2 separate regions of the Sus scrofa genome follow, and region 2 is linked to region 1. The links are chromatin contacts, called in public HiChIP or PLAC-seq maps. All regions are on one chromosome and are shown on one strand. Each heading gives the region's core, a stretch centred on a gene start, on an enhancer-like site or on the middle of the called end of the contact. The rest is flanking DNA. Distances are from core to core; before and after follow the strand shown. Region 1 overlaps WDR27 (WD repeat-containing protein 27). Region 2 has its middle 27 kb from the start of THBS2.

What was found. HiChIP or PLAC-seq counts read pairs in DNA pulled down with a chosen protein or histone mark.
Region 2: a contact with region 1 is called in an H3K27ac HiChIP or PLAC-seq map of alveolar macrophages. The contact joins two enhancer-like sites. A contact is called at or near these places in 1 of 47 Hi-C or Micro-C datasets (embryonic fibroblasts) and 1 of 2 datasets of contacts at active chromatin or transcription factors (alveolar macrophages).

Annotation. Positions count from the first base shown.
Region 1 is chr1:669,178-673,653 of Sscrofa11.1, reverse strand. The region is part of intron 18 of WDR27 (WD repeat-containing protein 27); the gene reads right to left. Among named protein-coding and RNA genes, the nearest start is that of WDR27, 93 kb to the right of the region's middle. Within about 2 kb of position 1,898, at least 32 of the 83 cell types and tissues checked have an H3K27ac peak or open chromatin away from gene starts, as enhancers often do. A contact at or near this core is called in alveolar macrophages, where this site is marked.
Region 2 is chr1:825,079-829,516 of Sscrofa11.1, reverse strand. No RefSeq gene overlaps it. Among named protein-coding and RNA genes, the nearest start is that of THBS2, 27 kb to the left of the region's middle. Within about 2 kb of position 3,171, at least 21 of the 83 cell types and tissues checked have an H3K27ac peak or open chromatin away from gene starts, as enhancers often do. A contact at or near this core is called in alveolar macrophages, where this site is marked.

The DNA.
Region 1 (4,476 bases), core at 649-3,148:
AATTATACGCGTATTCACAACGCCCGGGAAATAAAGAACATGCATACGTAGCTTCAAGACAGCCCACGCCCGCGCGTGCCTGCACAGAGAATTCAGCACAATCCTCTCGGCGGCGAAGCGGCTTTTCCAGAATCACAGAGACCATCTAATTCAACGACTCAGTTTTAAAGACAAGAAAACCAAGGCTCAAGAAGACGTTCAATGAGGAGCGACACGGGAAATGCATGAGATTTCATCATTACCGTCTGAGAGGAAATGCTTGAACAGAATTAATCATAACATAATGGGCGTTACAGCAGGTGGGAAAGTGAAAAGCGCCACAGCCACGGCTTAAAGGCCGGAGAGAAGAAACGGAGGCGCGACTGTTTCTCTGACAGGTTCCCACCCCGTGGATCCCATGGGCAATATCGCTCGAAGGGGGACAGTCAGGCTGAAGATACGCACGGCGCACCTTACCACGGCCTCAGACTCGCAAGACAAGGTGGAGACCTAGAATCCCGAAAAGTTATAAAACAGGACCAAAAACATCCAACTGAGCCAAAGGAAGGCGGGGGAAAAATATCAGGTGGACAAACAGAAAACAAAGTGCGAGTCTTCCACAAAACCATATCAAAATCACATCAAATGTTGGCGTTCCCGATGTGGCTCAGTGGGTAACGAATCCGACTAGGAACCGAGAGGTTTCGGGTTCGATCCCTGGCCTCGCTCCACGGGTCAAGGATCTGGCGTTGCCGTGAGCTGTGGTGGGTGGCAGATGCGGCTCAGATCCCAAGTTGCTGTGGCTGTGGTGTAGGCTGACAGCTACAGCTCCAATTAGACCCCTGGCCTGGGAACTTCCATATGCCGTGGGTGCGGCTCTAGAAAATACCAAAAAGAAAAGAAAGTCACATCAAGTATAAATCGTCTAAATGTACCAATGAAAAGTCAGAGTCATCAGACTGGATAAAAGAGTAAGACAAGCCGAATACCAGCTACGAGAGAGGCACTTCCAACACAGACTCGAGCAGGCGGAAGAAAAGAAACTGAGACCGCTGTCCTAACACGCACCAAACGAAAGCTAAGCGGTTCGCAGCAAGCACGTTTCAAAGCGAAGAAAAAAAGAATATGCCGCTTCGCACGGCAGAGACCCAGTCATCCGAATGACGTAACGATCCCAGCCTCACCCAGGAGCTTCAAAACGCATGAGGCACAACCCGCAAGACCACAAGCGGAGGCCTCCTGGTGGACGGTCTGAGGGGAGGCTTTCCTGCCGCCCCACCACGGACGCGGCTTTTGCAGCCACACAAGACGAGGGCACTGTTCCCACCTGCCTTCACTGACAGCGGTGACGCCACCACCAGGAGCGGAACACACGCTCCTCAAGGGGCCACGGGACACGAAGCCAAGGTCAATACAGGCGAACCCTCCGAACCCGCGGAGTCACATCAGAACCCACAGAAGGGGCCGTGGCCGGGCCCCCAGATGTGTGGAAACGGAGGCGCTCCCTCCGAGGGAACCCGTGACCCGATGAAGAGGACAACGGGAAACTAGAAGGCCTTCTGAGCAAAACGAACAGGAGAAGAAGTGCACAGGCGGAGGGCGGAGAGGCCGGGGCTCGGACGCGACGGCGGCGGCCCCGGGCGGTACGGACCCGGAGCCGTGGGAGGAAGCCTGTGGCACCTGCGGCCGCCAGGGCGCGGAGCGGGGCAGGGAGATCAGGAGGGGTCTGGGGATCTGGGGATCAGTGGCTTCACGTCTGGCGAGGGCGGGGGTCAAGAACGCGGCTCCGGGGGCGGCGGTCACAGGTCAAGCGGAGGCGGGGGGGGGGGGGGGGGAGGGCAGGCCCTGGAGCAGAACTCGCGGTCGGCTGTCGGAATGTGGGGTTGGCAGAGCTGACGGCTTTGGGGGCGGCCCGACTGCAAAGGAGATGAGTCAGGGCCTTTGGCAAGAGCCCAGAGACCGCAGTGAGGGAAAGGGCGAGGCGTTCAGAGGCCACTTGCAGACGGAGGAGGAACAGAAGGAAGAGGCGACCCCGAGAAAGCCTGCTTCCCGAGGGCAGGCTCACCCAGGGCCACCCCCAGAGCCTCGCACCAGCAAGAGCCCCCAGGACCTCCAGCCCCAGCCCCCCAGGACCTCCAGCCCCAGCCCCCCAGGACCTTCAGTCCCCCAGGACCTCCAGCCCCCAGCCCCCCAGGACCTTCAGTCCCCCAGGACCTTCAGTCCCCCAGGACCTCCAGCCCCCAGCCCCCCGGGACCTCCAGCCCCAGCCCCCCGGGACCTCCAGCCCCAGCCCCCCAGGACCTCCAGCCCCCAGCCCCCCAGGACCTTCAGTCCCCCAGGACCTCCAGCCCCCAGCCCCCCAGGACCTCCAGCCCCCAGCCCCCCGGGACCTTCAGTCCCCCAGGACCTCCAGCCCCAGCCCCCCAGGATCTTCAGTCCCCCAGGACCTCCAGCCCCAGCCCCCCAGGACCTCCAGCCCCAGCCCCCAGGACCTTCAGTCCCCCAGGACCTCCAGCCCCAGCCCCCAGGACCTCCAGCCCCAGCCCCCAGCACCTCCAGCCCCAGCCCCCCAGGACCTCCAGCCCCCAGCCCCCCAGGACCTCCAGCCCCCAGCCCCCCGGGACCTTCAGTCCCCCAGGACCTCCAGCCCCAGCCCCCCAGGACCTCCAGCCCCAGCCCCCAGCACCTCCAGCCCCAGCCCCCCAGGACCTCCAGCCCCAGCCCCCCAGGACCTCCAGCCCCCAGCCCCCCAGGACCTCCAGCCCCAGCCCCCCAGCACCTCCAGCCCCCAGCACCTCCAGTCCCCAGCCCCCCGGGACCTCCAGCCCCCAGCAGGCAGCCCCCCAGCACTTCCATGACATGACCAAGACCTGACTTAATCTGCTCGGCGGGGCTCCTGCAGTTCTAAGGGCCCGGGGTGGGAGGATCACTGACTCAAACCAGAGGCAAAGGAGACAGAACAGAAAAACAGAAACAGTCAGAACGTGACCGTGAAACCCGTGTGAGCGGCTACGGGTGAGCCCGGGTCTCATAGGAGCAAATATTCCCGATAAAAAGCGGTCCCGGGGCTTCAGATGCCAGCTGCACCGACTCAGACGACACCGCACCCGTGCTGAGCTCAGGCCTCCCGGCGGAGGACGGGGTGCGTCCTGCGGAGACGGCCCGCGCGAGGGTCCCTGGACGTCGTGGTCAGAAGCCACGGGCTGCACCTCACCAGCGATAAAAGATGGGCGAGGCGCTCCAATGGTTAGACCCATGGACACGGGCGCACCCATCCGCTTCCCGTCAGCCTCATTTGGAAGGACTGTTTAATCCAAGTAGATTTTTTTCCATATTTTAAAATGTAAAGGCCCAGCCAAGAGGATCAGGAAACCTAGTTTCCACGTTCACAGGCTGGCTCAACTCTGTGATCCTGGAACCCACGCTGGAGGGAATTTAAGGAATTACAGCTGCCCCGTGGTGGGGAGGGTTGCAAAGGCACAGTCGCATTTCCTGGGCACCTGGGACCAAAACTGCGCGACGGACAGGACTGAACCTTTGCCGGAGGACGGCCGTCCCATGACGACCGTCAGAGCCCTGACTCCAGGACCCCTCCCGCCACCGCTGCACCTACACCTCGTGGGTGACCCGCCCCCCTTCCTGAGGCCCCTGGGTGCCACGGCAGGTGCTGACACCCACAGGGCAGGTGGAGGCCCTCTGCTTGGCTCTGGCCACTGCTGCTCGCCACCTGCCTGCCTGACACCAGTGCGACAGCTCGGCTGGACCCCACCCATCCTGGGGTGACCCTGGCCAGACTCGTCAGCTTCTGGAACGTGGCTCTGGCCCCTGCCTCCCCGCCTGAGGAGCACCCTGGCGCTGCCTGGTTCTGGCATTGCCCATAAATGAAGAAATCAGTCTGGTCCCAGGTCACCCTGAGCCACAGATGACATAGCCGGGCTGAGGGTCACACATCCTGAAGGTGCCATGAGGGGCCTTGGCCAGTGTCATATCTGGGTCCCCGTCGTTTCACAACTGAGGACTTCCTGATGAAGGTCAGACGGGCGTGCGTGGGCATCTGCTGACACTGTGCGCCCAACCCCAGGAGGGACCCGCCTCCGAGGTGCTGCTGTCACTGAAGGCGCCAGCCAGGAGCACAGCATCTGTGGACTCAGGAAGCAGGTGCCCTGCCCAGGGCAGTGGGCCTGGTCCCCTGTGCTGAGGGCCCAGGGAGGACAGAAACGGGGGAGGATGAAGTCACTCCCCACCTGAAGTGGGCGTCCACCTCCTCCCGCCTGGACGCTGGTGCATCCAGAGACCCTGGAGCCGGTTCTCTCAGCCTTTCGGGTGTAACTGTCCCCTGAGGTTTCAGGAGCCTGTAGGTCTGGGAGACAGGTCACCACGTCACTCGAATGGCCCCCTGTTGGTCCTGACGTGGTCTGCCCATCAGCAGCCAAGAACCAGCTGAGAAACGCGGCCCTCTCTTCCCAGAGAACGAAACGCTAATTCCATTTTATGTGT
Region 2 (4,438 bases), core at 1,922-4,421, 150 kb before region 1:
GTGTGGTGGCCTGATTCTCGGGGAAGGATCTTGCAGGAGCAAAAGGGGACATACTGTGAGGAAGAAAATGAAGGAGGAGCCCGTTGTGCAGACTGCCAAGCGAGACACGGTCCCAGGGCCGCCACCCCGGGGACTCTGGGCTCAGGGTGAGGCGGGAAAGGGCCTGACCTCAGGAGGCAGAGCAGGAGACGCCAGCTGATGGCACTTCCAGGTAGGGCCAGGGTGAGCTCTAGAGACAATTTTTAAATTATTGTGACATTTAGGGGAACGAGATGCAGAAGCATAAGCGGAGGTCCTGTCACTAAGGAACCGCTTCCATCACAGGTTGCGTGATGCTGAGCGCAGGTGCACTGAGTGCTCTGTGTGTGCACAGGGCTGCGCATCCGTGTGCATGCATGTCCGCTGCACCTCACAGAGCATGAACTGTGACTGCACAGAAACGCCAATTCCTGCTTTGGTGGCTGAGGGACACCCGAGGGCTCCAAGGACAGGTGCAGGGCTGGCCCTGGGCTCCAGCGTTGGGGCTGGAAGGGAGCCACCTCCTCCTGGGACACGGGCAGGACTTCTGCAAAGGGACCCTCACAAGGCGCAGTAAGGAGCTTCCGCTTCCTCCCAGCAGCGTCCCCACGGCCCTTCCCCAGACACGCTGGGAACGCCCTGCGCTCGGTCTAGCAGCGGGATGCCGTCTTCAGCTGCTCGGGTGACGACTTTCCCGGGACAGTGCTGTGCATGGGATTCGGGCACAGGCTCCCCCGCTCGCGGCTGTCAACCTGCTGTGGGGACCACGTGAAAGGAACGTTGAGGAAGAAGCCGAAACGCATGACTGGCTGACAGCACGGCGACCGGCGATGCTGACGTTTTAATCAAAAGCTGGGGCCGGAGCTCCACTCCCGTCATCACAGCTCCTCCCTCCGTCCCTAAAGCAGGAAACGGACGAGCCGAACCCTCAGTGGTGGGACGGGCTTGGCCTTTTCAGGCCAGATGAGGACGAGTTTTTAGCGGGAGCCCGACAGAGCCCCCAAGGAAGGCCCACGGGAGAAGTCCATCCCCCCCAGTCGGCCGCACCCCTTCCATCTGGAGGACGGGTGGGCTCCGGCGGGGGCCGCGTGGATGGGACCCTGGGGTGGGCTCCTCCTCTCGCAGGGCCTGTCCCCAGCGCTCTGTGGCAGATGCTGTCCCCACCACAGTCACTGTGTGGGTCCCAGGGCCTGTCCTCAGCCGCGTCCTCACCCAGGACCCTCCCTCCTGCACAACCACCTGTTCCCACCAGCTCCCCTCTCACCTGTGCTCCTCCAGATGCACGTGTCCAGACCCGATCCTCCCAACTGGACGTTCCCGACCCGACGCTGCTGGCCTGGGACTCAGCTCGGGGAAAAGACGCCGCCATCCTCCCCCCCAAACGCCCTGGACTCGAGGGGACCTCGGGCAGCAGGACTGCTCGGCCTCCTCCACTGGTCTGACTCCACGGGGTCCTGAGTCCCGAGAGAGCCTTCCCCGCAGGACCCTTCCCCAAGGGGCCCAGGCCACGGCGCTGGCTGAGGAATCAGCACCGCTGATGGGCCACACAGGGCACACCTGAGCCTCTCCGCAGTCTAAGACTGAGCGTGATGATTCACGCTTTCTAGGTAAGAAAACTGAAGCCCATGAGATGAACCCCGTGACGGAGACCACGCCCAGGAAGAAGGCACGTCTCGGTCAAGGGCAGGTCTCTTCCCCACAAAGACACACTCTTGAACCAAGCGAACCACACCTGTGTGTGTGACCAGTGACGGTGGGTGGCCGGGGGCGCCCACGGGGGCCGAGCAGAGATGGCGTCGGGAGGGCCCAGGCTGCCTTTGTCTGGCGCCCACAGGGAAGTTCCCTGGCCCTGAAAACAGGCCGCCTTCATAGGGCCTCCGTCTCCTCCGACCCTCCCACCAAAAGGGCTGTCTGCTGGCCCACGGAGGAGTCCCCCCGCCGCTGAGCACTCGGGGACCCGGTCCCCCGCCCAGCACGGCCGCCTCTGTTCAGCACGTGGGGTGGGGTCAAGGGCACCCGCCCTGGGCCCATGTCCGTGTCCTACACGTGCTCTTCTCTCCGGAGTTGCTGGCCTGTCCCCACACACTCGTCCTTGGAAACTCAGCTCCCAGCTCACTGCTCTGGGACTCCGGCCGCAATGACTGGGCTCACCTGACACCACGGCCCCTAAGCTGCTCGGGGCTCAGGGGCTGAGGGCAGCCTCCCGTCGGCCAGGTCCTGGATCTCGCGGACCTTTCATGCTGCTCAGCGTGCGCGTCGAAGGTTCCAAGCCACCACTTGGTTTATCCCACAGCGTCTGCTCCTGCCCGGGGCCCACACGCCCTGGGGCCACTTCGAGAATGACTCACCGGTTCCAGGGGTCACCTGCCCCGGTACCGGCCATGGGACGCCATGCTGCAGTCCCGTGGCTGCCCCTTCTACCCCCGTGACCATGAACTTAACACAGCGGGGGCTGGTGGCTTTTGTCCCGAGAAAGCTGACCCCGCCGGGTGCTGGGCCCTGTGCAGACCAAGTGCAGCAAGAATGGGCAGAGGGCCAGACTCCAGGGCAAGTGTTCAGCTGAGGTGGCGGGAGAACAGGACAGGCCCACGTCCCATCAGTAGGAACCGTGACCTGGGCCTTCCCTCCCCCCATGTCCACACCGGTTCTGCCCCAGGCACCCCCGCCCCCCCTCCGCCCCGGCCAGCAGGGGGCCCTGCTGTGACCATCTCACTGGGAAGCTCTGGGCTCTGCTGCTTCCTTTGTCTCCCTCGGTTTTCACTGTTTCTAAACCCTTGCTGTTTGCAGCAGGGGGTGAGCGCTGAAGGCATGAATGCCTGGCGTCATCCCGAACACGCCTCCTCGACCCCCCATGACCTTCCACTTCCTCCTGGAGGCCATGGACCCCAGAGGCCTGAATGAAAGCGGCACTGACCCCCGCCCCAGAGACCACCGTGTGTCTGGCTCCGGCCTGCCCCTCGCGGCCCAGGCGCACACGCCACACCTCCTCTGGGGACAGCTCCTCGGGAGCAAAGTCGGCCAGGCCGAGCATCCCTGGGGGCGCTGGCTCTCTGCCGCTGGGGAGCTCGGCCCATCCCGTTAGGACACGTGCGGCGCCTGCCTGCCCAGGGTCCTGCCCCGCCATGTGACCCGGGGCCTCTGGGCCAGTGGGGAGGCGTCCCGGTTGAGCAATCGGCCTCGCAGACGCGGTCGCCTGGCTTGGCCGGGGTGATCACATCTCCCCGGCTACGTGACTCATCCAGCCTTTCATCCCGACGGCAGGGTTTTGTCTGTAGCTGCCTCAAAACATTCTTTCCATTTCATCATAGTTTTATATTTTATAGGCTTGCGTTCTGCAGCAAATAACTGAAACCACGCGCAGCCTCTCGAGCAGGAGCCCACCGAGGACAGTCTAATGAGACGTTTCCGAACGGGACGCATGACGATGGCACATGTCGAATCTTTCACGTGACTCCACTGACGTCTATGTTTGACATTTAAGCTTTAAAAGGGGCCACATGACCAGATGATTATAAAAAGAAACAATCAAAACATTCAGAGGAGTTACTAATGAGAGCATTTTACAAACATGACTCAATCAGATGGTTTTAATTCATTCATCGCAGGATAATTAGAATTAGGTGGACTGAATCAGAATCTCAGAACAAAGTGTAATATTTGCTCCCATGAATTTCTCAGAGTTTAAGTAGTTTCTGCACTCGAGCCAACACCATTTCTAAGGTGGAGTTTCCTTACAGGAAAACAGAAAGAGAAGAGTTCCACAGTTTCAAACATCTTATGAACTTGTGTTTAACTCAGACATATTTCAGAGCCACCCAGAAACACGCCACCACGTGAACCATTCTTTAGCTGAAAAAACAGCGGGGACTCAATGCACCCAACCCCCCTTCCGACTCCCCGTACCCCCTCCATGGTGGCTGTTTGACTCATCTCCCCTCGACGTCACCCCAACATGGAAGTGGACTTGATTTTTTAAAAAAAATATGTTGAAGTATAACTTACATACATTCTTTCGGCGAGAAGGGAATTGAAACAGGCCAGAAACTTGCATCTGTCTGAAAATGGAAGCACACTGGAAGACGACGAAATTAAGGGAGAATGAAATTCTTTATCTTTCATGTTACCTGGTCGAAAAGACAGCAGTTTGTTTAAAGCAATAGCAGTAACATCGTATTGGGAATCAGTGTGTGTGGATAAAGAAAATTAATGACAGGAGGCAGATACTGAGCGTCATTTGCTCTGAGATTCAGAGACTGTTTGTGAAGTAGGAAAGGGGTATTTGAGGATGGACTTGGGGTCACTGAGAATTCACACTGCAAATTCTAAACAACACCTAAAATGTTTATTAAGAAAACATAAAGAATGTTCTAAGAGAGGAGAGAAAACAAACCCATAAAGTGCTCAATTAAAGCCACAGAAG